Regions from separate parts of the Mus musculus genome. Here region 2 is linked to region 1. The links are chromatin contacts, called in public HiChIP or PLAC-seq maps. All regions are on one chromosome and are shown on one strand. The core of a region is the stretch at or near the end of the contact, and the rest is flanking DNA. Distances in the headings are between cores, read along the strand shown. Region 1 holds the start of Napsa (napsin A aspartic peptidase). Region 2 holds the start of Bcl2l12 (BCL2-like 12 (proline rich)).

Region 1 (3,938 bases), core at 103-2,602:
CAGGGGAGGTGCAGGGACTGATCTCTGGAGTGCTGCAGTCGATGAGGGGCAGGGCCAGCTCTTTTTCCTGCCTGCCGCAGGTGGTGAGGGGGCAGAGTTTCAGTTTTCTTTTGAGACAGTTTTCACGTAGCCCAGGCTGACCTCAAACTTAGCCAAAGATGCCCTTGAGCTCTTGATCCTCTTGCCTCTGCCTCCCAGTTGCTGGGATCACAGGCGTGTAGTACTGTGCTAGGCAGCTCTCCCGTGCATGTGCATCTGGAGGCCCGGGGGCTGTTTCAGGTGTCTCCTCTATCACTCTTCACTGTGCTTTCGAGTCAGACTCCCTCACCAAACCCGTAGCTCGTTGATTGGCTAGTCTGGCTGAGCAGCAAGCCCCTGGGGTAGATCTAGCTGCATCCCCAGTGCCAGGACTGCCACACAGGGCACAGGCCAGCTCCTTATGTGAATGTGGGAGCTGGAACTCAGGTCCTAATACTTAATACTTACCTAATGCTTCTGGCATCTCCCATCCCCGCTGAATGCCTTCAGTCCACAACTCTAGGTAGTGCTTCTCAGCCTTTCCAGTGTGGCGACCCTACAGGGTCCAGTTCCTCACGTTGGGGTGACCACCAGCCATGAAACTATGCTGTTGCTACTTGGTCACTGTAGTTTTGCCACTGTTATGAATCGTAATGCAATATCTGATTCGCAGGATATCTGGCATGTGGCCCTCAAAGGGGTCTTGACCCCACAGGTTGAGAACCGTTGTTCTAGCGCCTAAGGCAAGAGGATCGCTTGAGCTCAGTAAAGTCATGAGATCTTGTTTCAAAAGAAAAGGAAGGCCAGGGAGATGGCTCCACAGATGAAGGCACTGGCTGCCAAGCCTGCTGACCTGTGTTGGACTCCTGAGACCCACCCGCAGAAAAGAGAGAACTGACCCCTGCAAAGTGTCCTTTGTCCTTTAAATTCCTGCTGTGGCATGTGGATGCACACACAAATGAACTAGCTAATTAAAATGTGTAAAGAGAGGGGAGCCCCTTCTCCCTAAAAAAACCAGGCAAGGGCAGAAAGAGTGGGTATCCTGAGAAGCTGACAGAGCCACCCACATAGGAAGGACAGCACACCTCTATTGTAACTGAGTGTCCCCTCCCAGACCCCCCACAGACCTTTCCTGTTCCTCCCTCTTGCTCAAGAAAAAAAAATTGTGGTTAATGAGTCTCAGAAAAGCGAACTGAAAGTTAAAAGTAAAATCCATAGAGGGGCAGGAAAGGGGTGGGTGCGGGTCTCCCTCCCCATGCTCTCAAAGGTACAAGCCAGGAACCAATGAACCTCAGCACACACACTCAGCACATACCTTAAACAGCCCGGTTCTGGCCCTGCTACTGAAGGACCTCACACACACACACACACACACACACACACACACACACACATACACACACGTCACTTCTGTGTTCCAGTAGGTGGTGGGGCGTGAACAGGGTGGAGTCTCAAGGGGAAGAAAAGGGCCACAGGACATCTTGGCCCAGCTCTAGTCCCCAGAGATGTCGCCACTACTGCTGCTGCTGCTGTGCCTGCTGCTGGGGAATTTGGAGCCTGAGGAGGCCAAACTGATCCGGTATGGGGACCCCCACTCTCACTCCTGACAGATTCCCAACGGCTTGTCCTTTAAGACTGAGGCTGGCCTTGGTGCCCCAAGAATCCAATTTTTTCAGGGTTCCCAGATTTTACTTGTTCGTCTCTCTCTCTCTCTCTCTCTCTCTCTCTCTCTCTGTGTGTGTGTGTGTGTGTGTGTGTAAGAGATACAGAGACAGAAAGAGACAGAGACAGAGACAGATACAGATAGATATACACACACACACACACACACACACACACACACACAGAGAGAGAGAGAGAGAGAGAGAGAGAGAGAGAGAGAGAAAGAGAGAGAGAGTTTTGTGAATGTGAATCTAACTGCACGCTTCCTTACTCTCTGAGCCATCTTAAAGGCCTGGGTCCCCAACTCTCAAACTGGGTTTCCACCCTGAGAAATTCAGCATAATACCTCCTGTTAGGAGAAGTAATGGGAAGGAAGCAAGGGAGAGGGAGGAGAGAAAGGGTGTTTGTCCTGGAGTAGAATAAAGGATTGCCTCTGAATAGTGAAGACACAGATGTGGCCCATAGGCAAATGGAGGTTTATAAAGATGCAAGAGAAAACCCCATGTTTCCCCAAAGGGGGCTTTTTTTTTTTTTTTTGCTGCTGGACTTCAATACTTTGATAGCTGAACCTTGGTAATCAGCCTCGGGAGGAGGAAGTGGCCACATAATGGTTTTTAGCAAAGCAGAAGGCATGGGAGAGAAAACCTAAGCCCGCCAGAGCCACGCTCGCTGCACTCAAGCTGGCCAGGGTCCCTTCATGTCCTAAGACCCCACACTTTTTGGTTGTTTAGTTTTTGGCTTTGTCCAGACTTGGTCTTGTGTAGCCCAGGCTAGCCTCAAACTCCCTACATATCAAAGAATCACCTTAAACTCCAGGTTCTACTGCTTCCACCTCCTAAATGCTGGAATCCCTGGGAAGAGAGCCTTGAAATTTGTGCTATGTAAGTGCTCTACCCACTGAGCCATATCCCTAGCCATGGCTACAGCCCCACAATTTTTAAAAAAACATACTGTCTCCTTATGTAGCCCTGGCCTTGAACTCACTATGTAAACCAGGCTGGCCTTGAACACATAAAGATACTCCTGCCCCTGTCTCCCAAGTGCTGAGATTTTAAGGTGTTCACCACCAAATTAAGTCCAACTTTTGCTTTTGGCTAAGGTGTGTGGAGTCCCAGCATTCAGGGAGGCTGAGGCAGAAAGGCTGAGTTCAAGGGTATGGGGACACTGTCTGCAGAAACCAAAGCTGGGCATGTGTCCCAGCGAGAGAGCATTTGTCTAGTAGACACCAGGGCCTCCATTCAATCCCCAGTATGACCAAGTTCTGAAGCCCAGGATTAAAGACCCCTCCTTATCCAAGCAGGATACATTCTGTGATTCTATGAGAAGGTTCCTGGGACGGGAGGCCTAGTGATCTGGCTTTGAGGCTCAAGCCTCCTGACTTTCCCTCTCTTTCTTGGAGGCCCATCTCTGTGGTCTGGAAACTTCAATATCCCCAGATTCTCAGCCTCTGAACATGCCTGTTCCAGGGAGGCCTCCCTGTGAGTTACCCCAACGCCTTGTCTCTGATTCTTCTTGAAATGTCTCCCTTCTTTTCCTTTAGCATCTCCCAACTCTTGATGGGGCGCCTGCCCTTCCAGAAAGCATTTTCTGCTGCCACCACACTCAAGGCATGCGGGGGGGGGGGGCGGGCGGGGGGGGGGCGCTTTTCAGGCTGAGTCTCAGGCCTGGGCTGGGGTGTTAGGGCTGAGCAGTGGCCAGAGGGTGCTGTTTTGTTTTTTGTTTGTTTGTTTGTTTGTTTTAAATCTACTTATTTATTGTGTTGTGGGGTTCGTGTGCTAACACAGCACATGAGTTCTCCCCTTCTGCATTATGAATGCTAGGACTAAACTCAGGTCATCAGACTTGCCCTTTGGGCCATCTTACTAGTACTGCTGATTTTCCTGATTTCCTTTCCTTTCTTTTCTTTTCTTCTCTTTTCTTTTTCTTCCCTCCCCTCCCCTCCCCTCCCCTCCCCTCCCCTCCCCTCCCCTCCCCTCCCCTCCCCTCCCTTCCCTTCCCTTCCCTTCCCTTCCCTTCCCCCCCCTCTCTTTTAACTCATGGAGTCCAGACTAACCATAAACTGGATATATAGCTAAGAATGAGCCTCTGGTTGTCCTGTGCCAACCATTATAGGTGCCTACTACCATGCCTGACTTATGTGGAAGCCAGAGTTTCCTGATAGGTGAATGCTATCAACTGAGTCACAACCCAAAGCCCCCTTTAAGCTGAATTTTGAACCCACCATACCAAAGACTTCCAGGTCCACGCCAAGAACAGTA
Region 2 (4,460 bases), core at 553-3,052, 430 kb after region 1:
CCTCCCTGAGCAGCACCGCAGAGATGGCACCTCAGCCAAAACGGCCTGCAACCAAGGAGGACTGACTTCTCATCCTAACCCATGGGCCGGCCCACTGCAGGGGAAAGGCAATGGCAAAAGCTGCCAGGCCCCAAGCTTCCCAAGCTGGACATCTCTGCCCTGAGAAGCCACCCTCTAAGAAGTCCCAGATAAGCCCCATCCTTTGTCCAATTCCCTGCTGTCTGATCCCAGGAGCAGAGGGCGGCCAGCCATGGTGTCCTCACTCCACTCTGGACTCTCCAACAAATCTCTTTCATGAGATTTTCTGCCTGGTGTGACTCTCTCATCGGAAGAAGCCAGGAAGCAAAGAAGTGGAGCGGTGCTGAGGCTCTACTCCCTTGGGAGCCACAATGCCTCTGCTGAGGAGACTTCCTCTCAAAGCTGTAAGGGTCCTGGCCCCCATGTCTCAGGATACCCCTCCATCGGGACACGTCCCACCTCAGCGCTGTGTGGCTCTTGGGCCCCCAGTCTCAGGCATCCCTTGCACTGGGACCCCTTCTCCCTTCAGAGCTGCATGCTTCCCGGGCTTTGGAGCCCCAGGGTACCTCCTATCCAAGCACAAACACTTACACTTACCCGCTAGAAAGAGGTGTGACAAAGACTTGAAATGGTTATGGCTTGTGCTGAAGCTGAACCGTGTTGACTTTATAATGGGTCCTGTCTGGATTTTTTGGAACCAAAACTCCTAGCCCTGAAAGTTTCACAAGTGACCTGAATAAATCTCTTACCAGGCTCGGAACCATAGCAGGGGCGGAGGGGAAGGAAGTGGGGCCTAGAGGACTCCGTGGGGGGAGCTCCTCTCCCCAGGGGACAAGGGAGGCATCTTCGGAGGCGGCTCAGGAAATCTGTTGTCTCCTCTTGGGCAGGACTCCTAGGGACAAGAACCTCGGAGTTATCCCGAAGGGGTCTGGGCAAGTGATCCCTTCATCCTTTCATGGAAGATCACTCTTGAAACTCAGCCCAGGCACATGGAGTTAGGTCTGATGGGAGTAGATAGGTTTGGACCACAAGACTCAGGAAGATCTTCCCATCAAAGGCTGACGCTGGGGGAGTGGAACTCACCTGGGTGGAGTTGGGACAGGGGACCCAGCGACTTCACCGCGCTTAAGGAAGGCCGTCAGAACCTTCAGTGTGTCCTCTCGGAGACCCAACTCTTCAGAGCCGGCCATGGGGGTACCTGAGGCAGAAGACAGAGGATGCACCCAAGTGCAGGGATAACTCAAACTTCTGAATCACTGAATGAAGAGGGCGCCTAACTCCAAGGAAAAGGTGGTTTTTAAGGGCCAGTGGGGCAGTTGATTCAGTTGAGGAGAAACGGTCTGAATTACTGAGTCTAAGAAAGGAGGTAAATGAGTGCTTGAACTCTTGCAGGAAGGAGCGGGAAGGGGGTTTGGAGTTCCCTCTCAGCTAGCAGCGCCAAAGAAGGCTCGAAGACCGTAGAGAATAGGGAACTACTAATCCTAGTATGCTTTGCGGCAAACGCTGGTCCGATTTCCCCACTTTTCACCGAGCAGTCTGCTGGGAGATGTAGTTCCAATTTTACCTCTGGCGTGCACCGGGAGACCCCGGGTGCTTGGAAGTCACAGCTTGGCAGGACTGGCTGTGGCCTTTCCTGCAACCCTGTCCCCTCCCTGGCACCCAGCTCACCTGGCTCGCGGTTGTGTCCCCGTCGCACTGGCGTACACGCTTTCTCACAATTTCTACAAACTTTTACTTCGGAAGTTCAACTTTCCCACGCCTGCGCACTGGGCCGACACGGCAACCGCCCCAACGTCGAAGGGGTGGAGCCTTCTTTTGCGGTCATTTGCATATGGCGTTCCCAGCATGCCTGTAGGCGGAAGGCCAAAAAAGGGCATTTGAGGGAGTTAGGCCTGCTAAGCCGAAGTGCGCTCCGGGATTTCTTGACTTTATTTCGTCAATGTTGAGAAAAACTTTTTATATCTCAAAATATCGTTAGAAAAGGAAGTCCCAGCGCTCGGAGGCTTAGCTGACAAAGAAGGGGGTTGCGTGGCTGCGAGTCTCAGAACTACTGTTTGGGAGCCCCAAAACCACTGCTGGCACCCGCGCCGCACGGGCGCCCAATTCCTCCCCTGGTAGGTAACGCGGAAGAGCCGGGAGGGTGGCGGCCTCAGGGCGCAGGATCGGGCAAACCTGTCGCTCAGAAGCTCGGCTACCGAAAAGCAGAATGGCCACGCGTTGTAGACGGAAGCCTGCAGTCTCAGCATCCAGGCTGGAGGCAGTAAAGATTGCTGTAAGTTCAAGGCCAGTGAGCTCCAGGCCAGGCTGGACGACAGAATGAGCGCCAGACCAACATGGGTTAAGCGATTTGAAGACCAGCCTGAGCTACTGAATAAGTTTGAGGGTAGCCTGGGTTACAGAGTGCATTCGAGGCCAGCCAGGGCCACAGAGTGAGTTGAAGACCAGCCTTGGCTACATAGCAAGTTCAAGGACAGCCTATGCTACATACTAAGACCCTGTCTCAAACATCCGTAAAAACAATATAGGAACAAAAAACAAAAAAACAGAAGAAGCGACAGCACCTGGGAAAAGACTCTGGAAATGAGTAAGGGTTTTCTGCAAGGGTGAGGCGGTTGTGAGAGCAGTTAGGATCCTTTAAAGACGAGGGAAAGAGGACTCCACTCTTGAAATAGGGTGCCAGCTTTGGATAATAGGAGTTTACATTTAGAAAAGGGAAGGAACCTATGGGTAGAGTTCATATAGAAGACTCTGGGGGGTAGGAGAGGCGGTCCCGTTGGATTTGGAAAGGTGGGAAGGAGTTTCCCGTTTGTACACAATGGTGAAGGAAGACCTGTGTTGTGGCGGGTCGGAGAGGTTTGAGTGCATTTGCCCCGTGACAGACAGGCTCAGGAACTGTCCTGTGGTGCGCAGGCTAGAGCATGGAAACCCCGAAACCGCGGATTTTGCCCTGGCTGGTGTCACAGCTGGACCTGGGGCAGCTGGAAGGCGTGGCCTGGCTGGACGAGAGCCGAACGAGGTTCAGGATCCCGTGGAAGCATGGCCTACGGCAGGACGCACAGATGGCTGACTTTGGCATCTTCCAGGTGCTGGGGGAAAGATTTCAGACGCATTTCTGGGTGTGGCTGGACCAGGGCAGGGGGTGGGATAGGACTGGAGGGACAGACGGGAATTGATTGGCAGATTCTAGGAACAGAATCCTGAAAGCCAGGTTGCGTTTCTTTTTTTTTTTTTTTTTTTTTTTTTTTTTAAAGATTTATTTATTATTTTATGTAAGTACACTGTAGCTGTCTTCAGACACACCAGAAGAGGGAGTCAGATCTTGTTACGGATGGTTGTGAGCCACCATGTGGTTGCTGGGATTTGAACTCTGGACCTTTGGAAGAGCAGTCGGGTGCTCTTACCCACTGAGCCATCTCACCAGCCCTAGGTTGCGTTTCTTAAGAAACGTTCTGGAGCAATGGTTCTCAGTCCCTGGGACGCGACCCCTTTGGGGGTTGAATGACCGTTTCATTGAAAAATAAGTATTTTGACTTCTAACAAAACTACAGTTATGTAATAGCAATACAAATAATTTTGGGGCTGGGGGATCACTGCAACACGAGGAACCGCATTAGGATAGTTGAGAACAGCTGTTTTAGAGGGCGGGAAATCTTTAGGAGTGGGCTCTTGATTTTAGAACCCTTAAGCCTTAAGAGTTGAGACTGCCCTCAAGAGGTGTTATTTGCTTCCTGAGCAGCATGGTAGTAAGAATGTGAGGTGGCCTGGGGTGAGGTACCAAGTAGATAACTAGAATGATGGCTTAAAAAAAAAAAAGCCTTGAAGGTGGACATGGTGACATGAGTTTGTCAGCACCGTGGGCAGGGCAGGGCAGGGTGGAGGGTGAGGTCTCAGCTTGGAGCCCACCTTTGGTTATAATGTGTGAAACCCTGCCTCAAAATCAAAACGATTTTTCTTTAGTGTGGAAATAGTGGGAAAGTATGAGAACGGAGGTCCTGGGGGCTCTGTCATGAACCAGAAGTGGATGGTGTGTGGTGGGAGGTGTCAGGGCCTCGGGCCAGAGTCTAAGTCGTCTTGTTGTGGAATCCCTGATATTTCAGGCCTGGGCAGAAGCCAGTGGTGCCTACACCCCGGGGAAGGATAAGCCGGACGTGTCAACCTGGAAGAGGAATTTCCGGTCAGCCCTGAACCGGAAAGAAGTGTTGCGGTTAGCTGCTGACAATAGCAAGGACCCTTATGACCCTCATAAAGTGTATGAGTTTGTGACTCCAGGTGCGTGTGACAAGGCTGGCCTGGGGGTCACAGAAAGCTTGGGATCAGGAGGGTCTCTGCCACCTACACGCTCACTTCCACTCTGGACAGGGGCGCGGGACTTCGTACATCTGGGTGCCTCTCCTGACACCAATGGCAAAAGCAGCCTGCCTCACTCCCAGGTGAGAGGCAGT

The links. HiChIP or PLAC-seq counts read pairs in DNA pulled down with a chosen protein or histone mark.
Region 2: an H3K27ac HiChIP or PLAC-seq map of embryonic stem cells shows a contact between it and region 1, with 5 read pairs. The contact joins the promoter of Bcl2l12 here to the promoter of Napsa in region 1. A contact is called at or near these places in 2 of 39 promoter capture datasets (pre-B cells and stem cell-derived epiblast-like cells), 1 of 115 datasets of contacts at active chromatin or transcription factors (embryonic stem cells) and 1 of 9 other capture datasets (adipose tissue).

What each region holds. Positions count from the first base shown.
Region 1 is chr7:44,571,093-44,575,030 of GRCm38.p6, forward strand. Napsa (napsin A aspartic peptidase) reads left to right here and starts at 1,353. Exons shown (of 9, transcript NM_008437.1): 1 at 1,353-1,597. The coding sequence starts at 1,524.
Region 2 is chr7:44,995,777-45,000,236 of GRCm38.p6, forward strand. Bcl2l12 (BCL2-like 12 (proline rich)) reads right to left here and starts at 1,803. Exons shown (of 7, transcript NM_029410.3): 1 at 1,687-1,803; 2 at 1,102-1,216; 3 at 768-910. The coding sequence starts at 1,208. It overlaps Irf3 (interferon regulatory factor 3), which reads left to right and starts at 1,872. Exons shown (of 8, transcript NM_016849.4): 1 at 1,872-2,132; 2 at 2,929-3,101; 3 at 4,116-4,287; 4 at 4,378-4,448. The coding sequence starts at 2,937.